Linked DNA regions of Mus musculus: region 1 is linked to region 2. A link is a contact called in public HiChIP or PLAC-seq data. All regions are on one chromosome and are shown on one strand. The core of a region is the stretch at or near the end of the contact, and the rest is flanking DNA. Distances in the headings are between cores, read along the strand shown. Region 1 has its middle 56 kb from the start of Cst10. Region 2 has its middle 120 kb from the start of Cst10.

Region 1 (6,850 bases), core at 727-3,226, 67 kb before region 2:
CTGTCACCCAAAGTGACTTAAGAAAGAGAGAGTTAATTTGGACTTAGTGATCCAGAGATATTAGACACTTCTGTGGAAAGAACATTTGGCTCTAAACAACATGTATGGAGGCAGGTGTTGGAAGCTGAGAGATCACACCTTCTGCACACATGAAGCAGAACAAGTGAACTCAAAACAGACAAGCATATGACTTCTCCATGTCAACTCTAAATATTATGCTTCTTCCTGTGATGTTATACCCTTTCCCAAACAGTACCAACAACGAGTTTAGATACGACATCCTAAGGAGGACATATATCATTCAAACCATCATAGCAGACACTTTCCACTTTTCATACAACATATAATGAATTATTATAACTTTTAAAATCCTTTTTATTATATATTTTCTTCATTTACATTTCAAATGCTATTCCCTTTCCTTTCACTGATAAGTGGATATTAGCACAGAATTATTATGCCTTTAAGACACTGAACTCACGTTAGTATATAAAGTTGGAAAAATTTGGGGACTTAAGTGATACATTAAACTCCCAGGCAGTTATTTACTTCCTAATTGAAATGAATATATATGATTCTGGAAAGATGGCTTAGTCAATAAAATGCTTGCTTTAAAAGAATGAGGATCTGAATTCAATTTGCAGAACAGTTTAGTGCATCTCTCAACTGTGCTCAGAGAAGCTTCTTTATACAGTAGATTGCAATTATCACAGAGACCCACAGTTGGTGAAGGTGAAGAGAATAGGGTTATGGAAACTTAGCCTTATAGGGAACATCTTCAGAACAAGGGACTCAGAAATTCTGTTTTTATTAATCATTTATGTGCTTTGGTCTCTCTCCAGTTCTGGTATAGTGTGAACTTGGAATTGTTTTTCTCCTTAAGTGAACATCTTCCTTGTCTGTTTCCCTTTCTGTTACTATCCATGTGCCTCAGTTCAAATCTTTGTTCCAGGGCATAATAACCTGGAAATATTACTGACTTCAGTTATGCACCTGTAACAGTGAGACCAGAAGCTATGTGGTACTACTCCTGACATTTTTCAAGAATGTTTTGGCTACTTTTGTTACTGTTCTTTTCTTCTCCCTTTCTCTAGACTTTTCAGCAATCCTGGTCATATTCAGTGTGGATTTCTGTGGCTTTTTCATACTTTCTGTCTTTAGAACAGCTTCTCTTCTTTCTTATTCTGACTCTTCCACTACACTCTGTTATATAGAAATACCATATGCCCAGAACACTAGAAGTTTGAAATGATAGTTAACTCCATAAACCAACTGAACACCATATTTGTCGTGATTAGATCAGCTGAAATCTCCAGATGAAAGGAAATGTATAGATAGGTGACTCATACTCCAAGACAGGGACAAGAGATCCTAACAAACGTGGAAATACCCCACTTTGTTCTCACAAAGGGCACACATAATTGTCGTACTGAGGACAATTGGAAAACATTAACATTGATTAGCAGAACTACCAAGTGCTGTGGAAAAGCACTGGGAAATAAGTGCTTTGTCACATAGCTTTTAGGGAGAACTCTAAACATAAAAGCAGCATTTTATAAGCAGTTTCTGCAAGGGAATATGAGGTTTTGAAAAAATGTAAACTATGATCTCTCTCTCTCTCTCTCTCTCTCTCTGCTACTCTGAGAAGTTCCTGTCTTTCACTGTGGTTAATTTTACACTACTTACATTTACTGAAAGTTCTCATTGAGGACTTCCTGGTGGATCTAGGAAAAGAAAGAAGTTGTGGTAGGGGAGGGTACTGCCATCTGCAAATACATGCTATGGTTATTGAAGCCTAGTATCACCAGTTATCCCAGAGAAGCACTGGCAGATATTTAGACAGATACCTTCTGTGACTGTAAGAAGTCACCAGGGCATGTTATATAGCAAAGCTCCACCATTTACAGTAAACCCCGATTGCTTCTCATACGTCGAGGTGAGATGGATTGTGAGATCTGGAGACAGGGGTTCATGAGAAGATCAAGGGTGCCATCTGGTGGTCATATGTGTAAGTTCCAGGTGCAGTTCATCCTGGGGACTAGTTCTGAAAGGATTATCAGCAGTTCTTCTGGGTCTTGCAAATCATTTGACTGTGGATTCAGAACATGCCCTGCAGAATCTTGAGTTACTGCCCCTTTGTGGGCCAGGAGACATTGACAAGTATTGAGCAGGTAGTGTGTAAAAGCAGGAAGATGCAATAAAGGACAGCAAAATGCATTAATTCAAAACAATTATAGATATTTATCATGAGATGAACACCTTAAGTAATTTAGAAGAGTGGAGGAGGCCCCAATTGTTATCTCTGAATTATTAGTTATTGACAGAATTTTTAAAATTTTATTTATTTATTTATTTTCATTACTTTTTTAATTTTATTTTTATTAGGTATTTATTTCATTTAATTTCCAATGCTATCCCAAAAGTCCCCCACACGCTCCCTGACCCACTCCCCCACCCACCCACTCCCACTTCTTGGCCCTGGCGTTCCCCTGTACTGAGGCATATAAAGTTTGCATGAGCAATGGGCCTCTCTTTCCAAGATGGCCGACTAGGCCATCTTCTGATACAAATGCAGCTAGAGACACGAGCTCTGGGGGGTACTGGGTAGTTCATATTGTTGTTCTACCTATAGGGTTGCAGATCCCATTAACTCCTTGGTTACTTTCTCTAACTCCTCCATTGGGGGCCCTGTGATCCATCCAATAGCTGACTGTGAGCATCCACTTCTGTGTTTGCTAGGCCCCGACATAGGCAAACAAGAGACAGCTATATCTGGGTCCTTTCAGCAAAATCTTGCTAGTGCATGCAATGGTGTTAGCATTTGGAAACTGATTATGGGATGGATCCCCGGATATGGCAGTCTCTAGATGGTCCATTCTTTTGTCTCAGCTCCAAATTGTGTCTCTATAACTCCTTCCATGGGTGTTTTGTTTCCAATTCTAAGAAGGGGCAAAGTGTCCACACTTTGGTCTTCATTCTTCTTGAGTTTCATGTGTTTCACAAATTGTATCTTATATCTTGGGTATTCTAAGTTTCTGGGCTAATATCCACTTATCAGTGAGTACATATTGTGTGAGTTCTTTTGTGATTGGGTTACCTCACTCAGGATGGTGCCCTACAGGTCCATCCATTTGCCTAGGAATTTCATAAAATCATTCATTTTAATAGCTGAGTAGTACTCTATTGTGAAAATGTACCACATTTTCTGTATCCATTCCTCTGTTGAGGGGCATCTGGGTTCTTTCCAGCTTCTGGCTATTATAAATAAGGCTGCTATGAACATAGTGGAGCATGTGTCCTTCTTACCAGTTGGAACATCTTCTGGATATATGCCCAGGAGAGGTATTGCAGGATTCTCCAGTAGTACTATGTCCAATTTTCCAAGGAACCAACAGACTGATTTCCAGAGCGGTTATACAAGCTTGCAATCCCACCAACAATGGAGGAGTGTTCCTCTTTCTCCACATCCTCACCAGCTCTCCTCTTGCAGGGCAGGTGGACAGATATCTGGCACTTGGACCTGCATCCTGGCAGAAGATGAAGGCCCGAAACTGGGCTTGTCCCAGAATCTGTGTAGCTTCTGTAGTCCAAACTCTCACCTATGCAGACTAGTCTTGGTGGGATCCGGAAACCAGGATGGCTCCCCCAGGTGCTGTGGCAAAGCCTTCCTGTGCGGTGTGGACACCTCTGCTCTGGCAGGGAAGGTGCCTGGATGTCTGGAGCCTGAAATGGGGTCTGCTTCAGAAGGTCTGTGGCTTCTGCCTGTCCCAGAAGCTGTTAGCTTCTGTAGTCCACACTCTCACCTGCACAGACTAGTCTCAGCGGAATCTGGGCACCAAACCAATTATTTATTTTAAGAAGACTAGCACTTATCATCAAGAAGATATGCTTGGAGTATAGACTGGGCAGATTTAGATTTATTCCCATTAGACAAGCAAAAATACCTAAAATTATTATTACAGGTACATGATTATGTTTGATCAACCCACATTTTTCAAATATATTTCTTTTTAGTTACCCAGTAGGTTTCAATATAAACTCTGTCATGACCCTTGTTTATACCTTATAAGTCTTGTCTGTATATCAGATATAGCTTGAGTAAAGTAAAATGAAATATTCTGACCATCAAAATCTCAGAAAATCCAGCAATCATGGAATTATTTCACTTGGTTAAAATACTAGGTAGATCCAAAAACATGAAACCATGGTTTAAATTTTCTTCTTTTTGTTAAAAAAATTAATTTTAATTCTTTTTAGTATTATGAAGGAAGTTGTGTTTCTCTCTCTCTCTCTCTCTCTCTCTCTCTCTCTCTCTCTCTGTGTGTGTGTGTGTGTGTGTGTGTGTGTGTGTGTGTGTGTATGAGTGAGAGTGCATGTGACCCTGTAGGCCAGAATCATTGCTTCCTCAAAGCTGGTCAGTAAAGTTTGTCAAGTATTTTTGTTGGCTATTGGAAACTTAATTTATGTTTTCAGGAGGAATATCAAGTGTTCTTGAGCTCTGAGGCATCACTGCAGGCCTGTTGTTTTCTTTATTCCATATCTAATTCCTCTCAAGTGAAAGAGACATAAGTAATGGAGAGATGATCACTTCATGTCCTGTCCTGAGAATTTAGACCTCTGAACAGATTAGAGTGTAAACCATGAAGTAACCTTCAAGGAACTTCCTGTACTGAATGTAATGATTGGTGTTAATGGGTTGTGGAAAGAAATAAAATATCCACTGTCAAAGTTAAAGTTTGTTTCAGAATTTTTCCCTCTGAAAATTCAGCACTGAATGGTCCTATATCTGCTGAAATACTACTCCTCCATGAGGAATTCTGTATTGTGACCTTGGATGGTACTGCTCTCTCAGGATCCCAAAGACAAAGAATTTTTGTAACACAATGTGTTAAACTTGAATGTTGAAGGAATTCAAAAGCCAGAGAACAGTGATATCCAATGCTAAGAAGGAAGACTAACTAGTCAAGCTCAAACGAGAAAGAGTAAAGATGGTTGAAAAAGTTGGGGTGAAGAGATAATCTGGAAATATGAAAGAATAAAAAGGGGAGATATAGAAGAGATGGAGATTTCAGGAAGGAGATTTGAAACAGAAAGGGACAGAAGTGAATAAATATCAGGCATCCTGAAGGAAAAATGAGAAGAGAGAGAAAATATAGAGGGCAGGAATAAACAAATGAGGGGAAAGGGTGAAAAAAAAAAAAAGCATATGGTGCTGGCAAGGAGTCAATGGAAACTAAGAGCACACCATAAAAAGCCAACTCATTTCCAGGCTATACTCATTGCCTGCTCCAGGCTTACTGCAGTTTCACTTCTAGCCTTGGATTCAATTCCAATTCTAAGAAGACCATAGCCTACCTGCTCCATGCTCAACGATTTCTGCTGACCATCCTCATACTATTTCTGAACCTAAACCTTTACCCTGTTCTAGGTCACATCCTGGGTGGCATAGTGAAATCGAGTATGAAGGAAGATGGGGCCCAAGAAGCACTGAACTTTGTTGTCAGCCAGTACAATGAAAAAAAAATAGTGAAGTGTACCTGAGCAATGTGGTGGAAGTGAAGAGTGTCTAAAAGCAGTTATGTGACCCTTAATTGGGGGAACCTGACTCATAGAGGGACACATATATCTCCTTGGTACTTCTACCATTCTCTCCACCTTGCTGCTCCCTGATCCTGACTCAGTCTGCTTTCTAAGTAGTAATGTGAGGTGGAAATATTTGCCATATTCACGTTCTTCTCTTCATTATTTCTTTTCCTCAGATACTTTATGTCCTCTGGAAGCACTGATAGGTGAGCTTACCCAAACTACAATAACCTGTCTTACTTCTTTGAAATTTGTGAGTACGCTGTCATTTTTTGCATGTCTGTCTCTTGCCAAACTTACAAGCTACACCTGAACAGAGGATCTTCAACAGATCTTCTGAGAAGAGCATTTTATCATTAGCTTTCTTCAGCCCAAAGACAGTGTAAATGGATAATTATGTGACCATAGAAAGTAAATTCTCACCAAACATCTTGAAAATTTTAGTTAGTATCTTTATTTTTTTTATAACTCTTATCTTGTTTATGGGCAAATATCAAAAAGAATCACAACTATAGCACAGGTTTCTCTGTCAATCCATTATGTCTTCTTCATATTTCTTTCTTTATATTTGATTGTGTTTAGTCCAACTTCTTCCATTTTCCCCAGGCTATGCATATCCGAGTGAACAATTTTTTAAACATTTTGTTAGTAAATTGTTCAGTGTATATTTTCCATCATGTAAAATGGAATTTTTATAAATTTTAAAGGATTTTATAAGGTAAATCAAGAAACAATATTTATTCACAGTTTCAGGATCACTCCACTTTGCAAATTTCCATTAGTAGCAAATCTCAGAGTGGCTTTATGTCCTAACAGCTTCTTGTTTTCTGAGCCTCCTTTGCTTAAAGTTTTATAGATCTTTGTATAGAACAGTGTTTTAATCTCTTATGCCAAATAAGTATATAGCAAATTATTAGTCCTTTTGATCCAATGCTTCTTCAGTATGACTGCAGATGATAACTTAGGTTCCCACAAGAGTCTGTGTAGTAGGAGTATCACCAATCTAGAGGATCTTAGTTTCATTTTTCATGGTTATCTTGGCGTGTCCCTGGAATCAGCTTCAACAAATTGCTTCTACTTCCTGTATATTTGATCTTTGGGTCATAGTCTGTATGATCCTCTCAAACTTTATTATGGACCATGGGGAACTGTACCTGAACATAGCAGCATGAAGTTAACCCTCAACACCTAAAGGAGAATGTTGCAAGAAAATTAACGTGTCAGGAGTCCTTACTAGTGGCTGCTGAGCTACAGGATCAACACTAAA
Region 2 (6,947 bases), core at 2,674-5,173:
TATGGTTTTGTTAATTTCCATCACCTGTTTGTATGTTTTTTCCTCTTTTTCTGTAAGGACTTCTACCTTTTTGATTGTGTTTTTGTGTTTTTCTTTAAGGACTTGTAACTCTTTAGCAGTGTTCTCCTGTATTTCTTTAAGTGATTTATTAAAGTCCTTCTTGATGTCCTCTACCATCATCATGAGATATGCTTTTAAATCTAGGTCTAGGTTTTCGGGTGTGTTGGGGTGCCCTGGACTGGGCGAAGTGGGAGTGCTGGGTTCTGATGATTGTGAGTGGTCTTGGTTCCTGTTAGTAGGATTCCTACGTTTACCTTTCTCCATCTGGTAATCTCTGGAGTTAGTAGTTATAGTTGACTCTGTTTAGAGATTGTTCTTCTGGTGATTCTGTTACCTTCTCTCAGCAGACCTGGGGGACAGATTCTCTCCTCTGAGTTTCAGTGCTCAGAGCACTCTCTGCTGGCAAGCTCTCTTACAGGGAAGGTGCACAGATATCTTGTTTTTGGACCTCCTCCTGGTCGAAGAAGATGGCCCAAAACAGGGCCTCTCTCAGAAGCTGTGTTGCTTTGGCAGTTCCCAGAAGCTGTCAGCTTCTGTGGTGCAGACTCTCACCTGTGCAGACTAAATTCCTAAGTTCCAGGGAGTCCTGGAACCAAGATGGCGACCGCTGCTGCTGAGGCTGAGTCCGCCTCCCAAGCCAGGCGGACACCTGTCCTCTGGTCCGGACGGTGGCCGGCTGTCTGCGGCCCGCAAAGGGTGCTGCCTCAGCGGCTCTGTGCTTCCGCCCGTCCCAGAAGCTGTCCGGTTCTCTAGCGCACCCTCTAACCTGTTCAGACTAATTTCCTAAGTTCTGCTGAGTCCCGGAACCAAGATTGCGACCGCTGCTGCTGAGGCTGAGGCCGCCTCCCAAGCCAGGCGGACACCTGTCCTCTGGTCCGGATGGTGGCCGGCTGTCTGCGGCCCACCAAGGGTGCTGCCTCAGTGGCTCTGTGCTTCCGCCCGTCCCAGAAGCTGTCCAGTTCTCTGGCGCACCCTCTAACCTGTTCAGACTAATTTCCTAAGTTCTGCTGAGTCCCGGAACCAAGATGGCGACCGCTGCTGCTGAGGCTGAGGCCGCCTCCCAAGCCAGGCGGACACCTGTCCTCTGGTCCGGATGGTGGCCGGCTGTCTGCGGCCCGCCAAGTGTGCTGCCTCAGCGGCTCTGTGCTTCCGCCCGTCCCAGAAGCTGTCCGGTTCTCTGGCGCACCCTCTAACCTGTTCAGACTAATTTCCTAGGTCCCGTGGAGTCCCGGAACCCAGATGGCGACCGCTACTGCTGAGGCTGAGGCCGCCTCCCATTTATCAATTCTTGATCTTAGAGCATGAGTCATTGGTGTTCTGTTGAGGAAATTTTCCCCCTGAATGAGTTCAAGGCTCTTTCCCACTTTTTCTTCCATTAGATTTAGTGTTTCTGGTTTTAATTTAAGATCCTCGACACACTTGAACTTGAGCATTGTACAAGGCGACAAATATGGGTCTCTTTTTATTCTTCTACATACGTACAGCCAATTAGACCAGCAGCATTCATTGAAGATGCTTTATTTGTTCCATTGTACATTTTTGGCATCATTGTCAAAGATCCAGTGACAGGAAGTACGTGGTTTTAATTCTGGGTCTTCAATAATATTCCATTGATAACATGTCTGTCTCTGTACCAAGAGCATGCAGTGTGAGATCAGGAATTGTCATTCCTCTGGCTGTTCTTTTATTGGTAAATATTGTTTATGCTATTCTTGTTTTCCCTTTCAGTATGAATTTGAGACAGTTGTTTTTTCCATGTCCTTGAACACTTGTGTTAGGATTTTGATGGGAAATGCATTCAATTTGTAGATTACCTTTGGTAGGTTGACCATTTTACAATGTTAATTCTGCCAATCCATGAGCATGGGAGATCTCCCCATTTTTTGAGATCTTCTTCTATTTCTTCCTGGTGATACTTGAAGTTATTGTCATGTTGGTCTTTCACTTGTTTGGTTAGAGTTACTTCAAGATATTTTATATTATTTGTGCCTATTATGAAGGGAGTTGTTTCCTTATTCTTTTTTACTAGCCTGTTTATCCTTTGTATAAAAGAAGCCTTCTGATTTGTTTGAGCTTATTTTATATCTGACCACTTTGCTAAAGTTGTTTAACAGCTGGAGAAGTTGTCTGGTAGAATTTTTGGGGACACTTATGTATATAACCATATCATCTGCAAATAGTGTGAAAAAGGAATATCCAGCTGTGAAGGCCAAGTGGCTGGGCAGTGGTGGTACAGGCCTTTAATCCCAGCACTTGGGAGGCAGAGACAGGCAGATTTCTGAGTTTGAGGTCAGCCTGGTTTACAGAATTGGTTCCAGGACCATCAGAACTATACAGAAAGACGCTGTCTTAAAAAGAAAAAAAAAAGTATGTCCAGCTGTTGAGGTTTGATAATTTGCAATATATTGTAATACTAAATAATGGTCAAGAAGGCCTGATTGCTACTAGAGATGAGAGAATCTGTATGTATAATATGCCATTGCAGTTTAATTTAAAAAAATATTGGTTAAATAAAATGCCAACAGCTGGACAGACGAGATAAAGGTGTGGCTTGGCGGTCTCGGGCTTAGGGTCTTTGGAGAAAAAGAGTGAGGGAGAAAAAGTGGAGAGATGAGGAAGAAGCCATAGTGTAGGTGAGTTATGAATACAAAACCATGCGGGCTGCGAATTGGAGTAAAGGGTAGCCCAGTTGATACATCATGAGTAATAATTCTGAGTTACTACTAGGAAAGTCGATTCTAATGGCATAGAAGAATATGTGTGCCCTTTATTTGTAAATTACTTGATCAAAGTTGGTGTAAATGCCTCTGATTGAGATTAAATATTCTATACAACATCTAGGCTTTGCAGTCTATATACAGAACAGACCAGCCCTTTCAACTGTCTGGGCTTTCTGCCATAGTATTATGCAACTAACCTGCAGGGCAGTTTTATCTTTTTTCCTATATCATGGTGCATGAGTTTCTGTTTTGTTATTCTTAGATGTTCACATTTCTAACTATATATACAGATGCAATGTGTAGAAAATTTACCATTCCATGAGCTGTTTTGCAATTTACAAGTCTCACAAAAAAAAAAAAAAAGAAGACAGTAGTTTCATAGAATAATTTGGGAAAAAAATACCAAAAGTATACCTTGCAAAGGGGAATATCACTGTGGATGATAAGAACAATGTAAGAAAGAAGGGATTATCAGTAAAGGCTGAGATGTTATTGAGAACTGCTTCAGTGTCATAGAAAAATATTTATTCTATATCTGAGTACATTCCAGAAAGTACTATGAGTTCAAGCTAAGATATAGATTGGAACAAGAAAGATCCTAGTACTTTTCCAGTCGCACAAGTATACTACTAATACTATCAATCATTAGTAGCTATATCAGACATTCAATTGATGATAACATATACACTAGACATTATTGCCCTAAATGATCCATAGCAGTCAGCATCATTAAGAGGCCATGAACATATGTAATTGAATATCCAGTGAGTTAAAACACTGCAGAATTTTAGGTGGGAATTTAAGGGACATAGAATTTAATTTTGAAATTAAATACTCCATGAAGGGAGTATTACTGACCCGTCCAGCAGGTATAGATATTCGTGGGTGTCAAGGGGACTGCTCCTGGGGTGAGAGAGAAACGGAGACCAAGCACAGAAAAGACACGATGTCAATCTGTATCTCGTCAAGGTCTCATTGTATTCAGCAAAGCTTGCAGTTTTTATACAAAGATAATAAAGGGGAAATAACCCTTATGCAGAAGGGCAGGGGTAAGCAGTGGTAATTTTTCTTGGTGGGTGCTGTAAGGGGAAGCATGATATCTAAAAGTACATCTTGTGGTTAGGACGTCTGCTGTTTGCTTCAAGTCTGGAACATCTTGTGGTAATTCTCAGAACAGTCGGTTGGTAACCTTCATCTGAATTTAGTCAGCTTGGGGAGGAGGTCCAACTTTTAGGTCTTTTGGCAATCTTCTTGAGGCTTTTACAAAGAACTTTCTTTTGGCCCCTAACATATTACCAAATGTGTTCTCATACCACATTATAGTATTTTGTGAAGAAAATACCATCATATCAAAGTTTTGTGCTTCATTCTTTTCTTGTATAATAAAATTTCCACTGATACGTCAACTTTGACCAAGATATACATTTATTAATCTGTAGTTTTAAATGATGTCATGATCTTTAATAGCAACATTTTCAAAATCCTGAGTTTTAATACAATAGACATTTTAGTATTAAAATATTTTTATCAGTATGTATACACTGTGGTTTGGACTTTATTGTACTTTGAACTGCATATGCAATAGTATTATTCAAGCATGATTCCTAAATGCATTGAATAACTAAATTCAATTAAATTGACTTTTCATGAATGTGTCATTTCTGTTATGACCTATTACTATGGCTATATTACCTCTGAGATGTCCCTAGAATAATTTTTATGGCCAATGGTTGAACAAATAACTTTGATATATTTTGTGAGCCAGTTACACATGATAGTAAAAATTTAGAATGAGGTTACAATTTATGGTGGAAGTTATAGGCATGTGAAGTGATCATTTAACCTTATGGTCTGTACTTCAATCTATAGGATATGACACCAAAACCACTTAGAAAATGAAATGGAGCCAGGTGATCATGGTGCACACCTTTAATCACAGCACTTGGAAGGCAGAGACAAGGGATTTCTTAGTCTGAGTCCAGCCTGGTCTACAAAGTGAGTTCCAGGCCAGCCTGGGCTATTCAGAGAAAGTCTGTCTCAAAGAAAATTAAAAAAACCAAGCAAACAAACAAACAAACAAACAAACAAAAGCAGAAAGAAAGAAAGAAAGAAAGAAAGAAAGAAAGAAAGAAAGAAAGAAAGGAAGGAAGGAAGGAAGGAAGAAAAAAGAAACCAGGCAAGGCAAGAGAGTCAAGGAAGGCAGGAAGGCAGGAAGGCAGGAAGGCAGGAAGGCAGGAAGGCAGGCAGGCAGGCAGGCAGGCAGGCAGGCAGGCAGGCAGGGAGGGAGGGAGGGAGGGAGGGAGGAAGGAAGGAAGGAAGGAAGGAAGGAAGGAAGGAAGGAAGGAAGGAAGGAAGGAAATGAAATTGTGGAGAGGAGCTTCAGGACATTACACTAGTGTTTTCTGGTTAATGTCTAGCTGTTTTGTGCCAATTGGGCTATCCATAATCTGATATCAAATGTCATGTTGGAACTGAGGAAATCATTTAGTTGGATAATTGCTTACTCCACAAGAGAAAGGATCTTAGTTCACATTCCCATTGTCTATGTAAAAGTCAGTGTAGAAGTAAAATTTGCAAACTTATCCCTGAAACTTATTGAGTATACTTCCCTGAAACTTATTGAGTATACTTCCTATCTCAAATAATGAGTTCTCAGTTCACTGAGAGACTAATACATGACAATGGAGAGCGAGGTAACAAAGACCCACAAAAAATAAACATGGTATATACTCACATAACCATGCTGCAATTCACAGACCTAGGAAACCTGTGTATCAATGAAGGCTCAGGAACAATGCATAAATCTGCCTGTGAAATAAAAATAAAATAGAGTGAATGAATGAGACGGGTGTTAACAGGAGACAGCAGGTGGGGAAAAGATGGATGGACAGAATAATGGAAGATACAACTGGAAATGGTGTGCATATCTAAGATGAGTATGAAAACTTCTAGGAAATGGTGAGGTGATATTATCTAAAAATTCTATCCTTTGGTGACACAAAGCCTGAACTGGCCACCCTGTATAAACAGGCAAGACTTCCACTGAAGGGACTGGGTATCAAACTAGCCATAAAATATCCAACCTATAGTTGGTTTTGAATACAAGATAAAGTGGTATTAAGGTTAAGCAAAAAATGTGGGCATGTTCAACCAATCAATGATCCAGATTAAGACTCATGCCATGAGAAAGAATCCACCTCTGATATTTCCTGGAGTGCTGGGACCTAGAGACTACATAGGCCTGAGATCTAGGAAAGAAAATAATTCCTCCTAGAATACTCTAGTCATCAATTGTAGACTGACCAAATTGTCATCAGAGAGGCTTCACAGGAATGATGGAAACAGATACAGACACCAACAGTCAAACATTGGGAAGACTCAGGAAATCCTGCAAAAGAAAGGATGATGGATTGTAGGAGCAATAGAGGTCAATAACATGAGAAAACCCCCACATAACCAGAGAGCCTGGGATCAAAGGTGTTCACAGGGTCTGAGACAAAAATCAGAAACCTGCAGAGGACTGTTATAGGCCCTCTAAATATATGCTATATTTGAATAGCTTGTATTTTTTTACTCATTATTTTTATTAGATATTTTCTTCATTTACATTTCAAATGCTATCTCCAAAGCCCCCTATATCCTCCCTGTGCCATGCTCCCTGTCTTAATGAGGGACTCATAACTAGTGACAGGAGCTTTTTCTGAATCTTTTTCCTGATTTAAGGAATTTACTGGGTTGCCTCATCCAGGATCAAGGGGGAGGGGGTAGTCTAACTGAAGCTTGATATGCAATGCCTGATAAATATCCCTGGGATACCTATCATTTTCTAAAGTGAAATGAAAGTTGAGTAGATGAGTGGGGCAAAGGGTTCTAGGGATTAGGATGAGATGAGGGAGTGCAAATGTGGTATAGATTTTAAAAGGAATCTAAAATACATCTTATATTGCCATGCAACATATACTCATCTGAGCATAGTTAAGGTTTTCCTTTCATCATTGGCCTTCTGGATCACTATATGACAGCCTTTTCTGTGAAGAAGAAATTATGAAGGACTTGCCTACTTTGTCCTTGAAAAGTGTGAAAATTGAATTATTTTCTGTCCTGCTCATATTCAGTGTGCACAGCATCCTGTCAGCAGTTGAGTAAAGAAGATTTTCTTGACCCATA

What was found. HiChIP or PLAC-seq counts read pairs in DNA pulled down with a chosen protein or histone mark.
Region 1: a RAD21 HiChIP or PLAC-seq map of pro-B cells shows a contact between it and region 2, with 2.0 times the contacts expected there. The contact joins two enhancer-like sites. A contact is called at or near these places in 3 of 15 datasets of contacts at CTCF or cohesin (CD8 T cells, the G1E-ER4 cell line and pro-B cells) and 1 of 484 Hi-C or Micro-C datasets (nephron progenitors).

The regions. Positions count from the first base shown.
Region 1 is chr2:149,345,572-149,352,421 of GRCm38.p6, reverse strand. No RefSeq gene overlaps it. Among named protein-coding and RNA genes, the nearest start is that of Cst10, 56 kb to the left of the region's middle. Within about 2 kb of position 1,976, at least 3 of the 459 cell types and tissues checked have an H3K27ac peak or open chromatin away from gene starts, as enhancers often do. A contact at or near this core is called in pro-B cells, where this site is marked.
Region 2 is chr2:149,280,412-149,287,358 of GRCm38.p6, reverse strand. No RefSeq gene overlaps it. Among named protein-coding and RNA genes, the nearest start is that of Cst10, 120 kb to the left of the region's middle. Within about 2 kb of position 3,923, at least 37 of the 459 cell types and tissues checked have an H3K27ac peak or open chromatin away from gene starts, as enhancers often do. A contact at or near this core is called in pro-B cells, where this site is marked.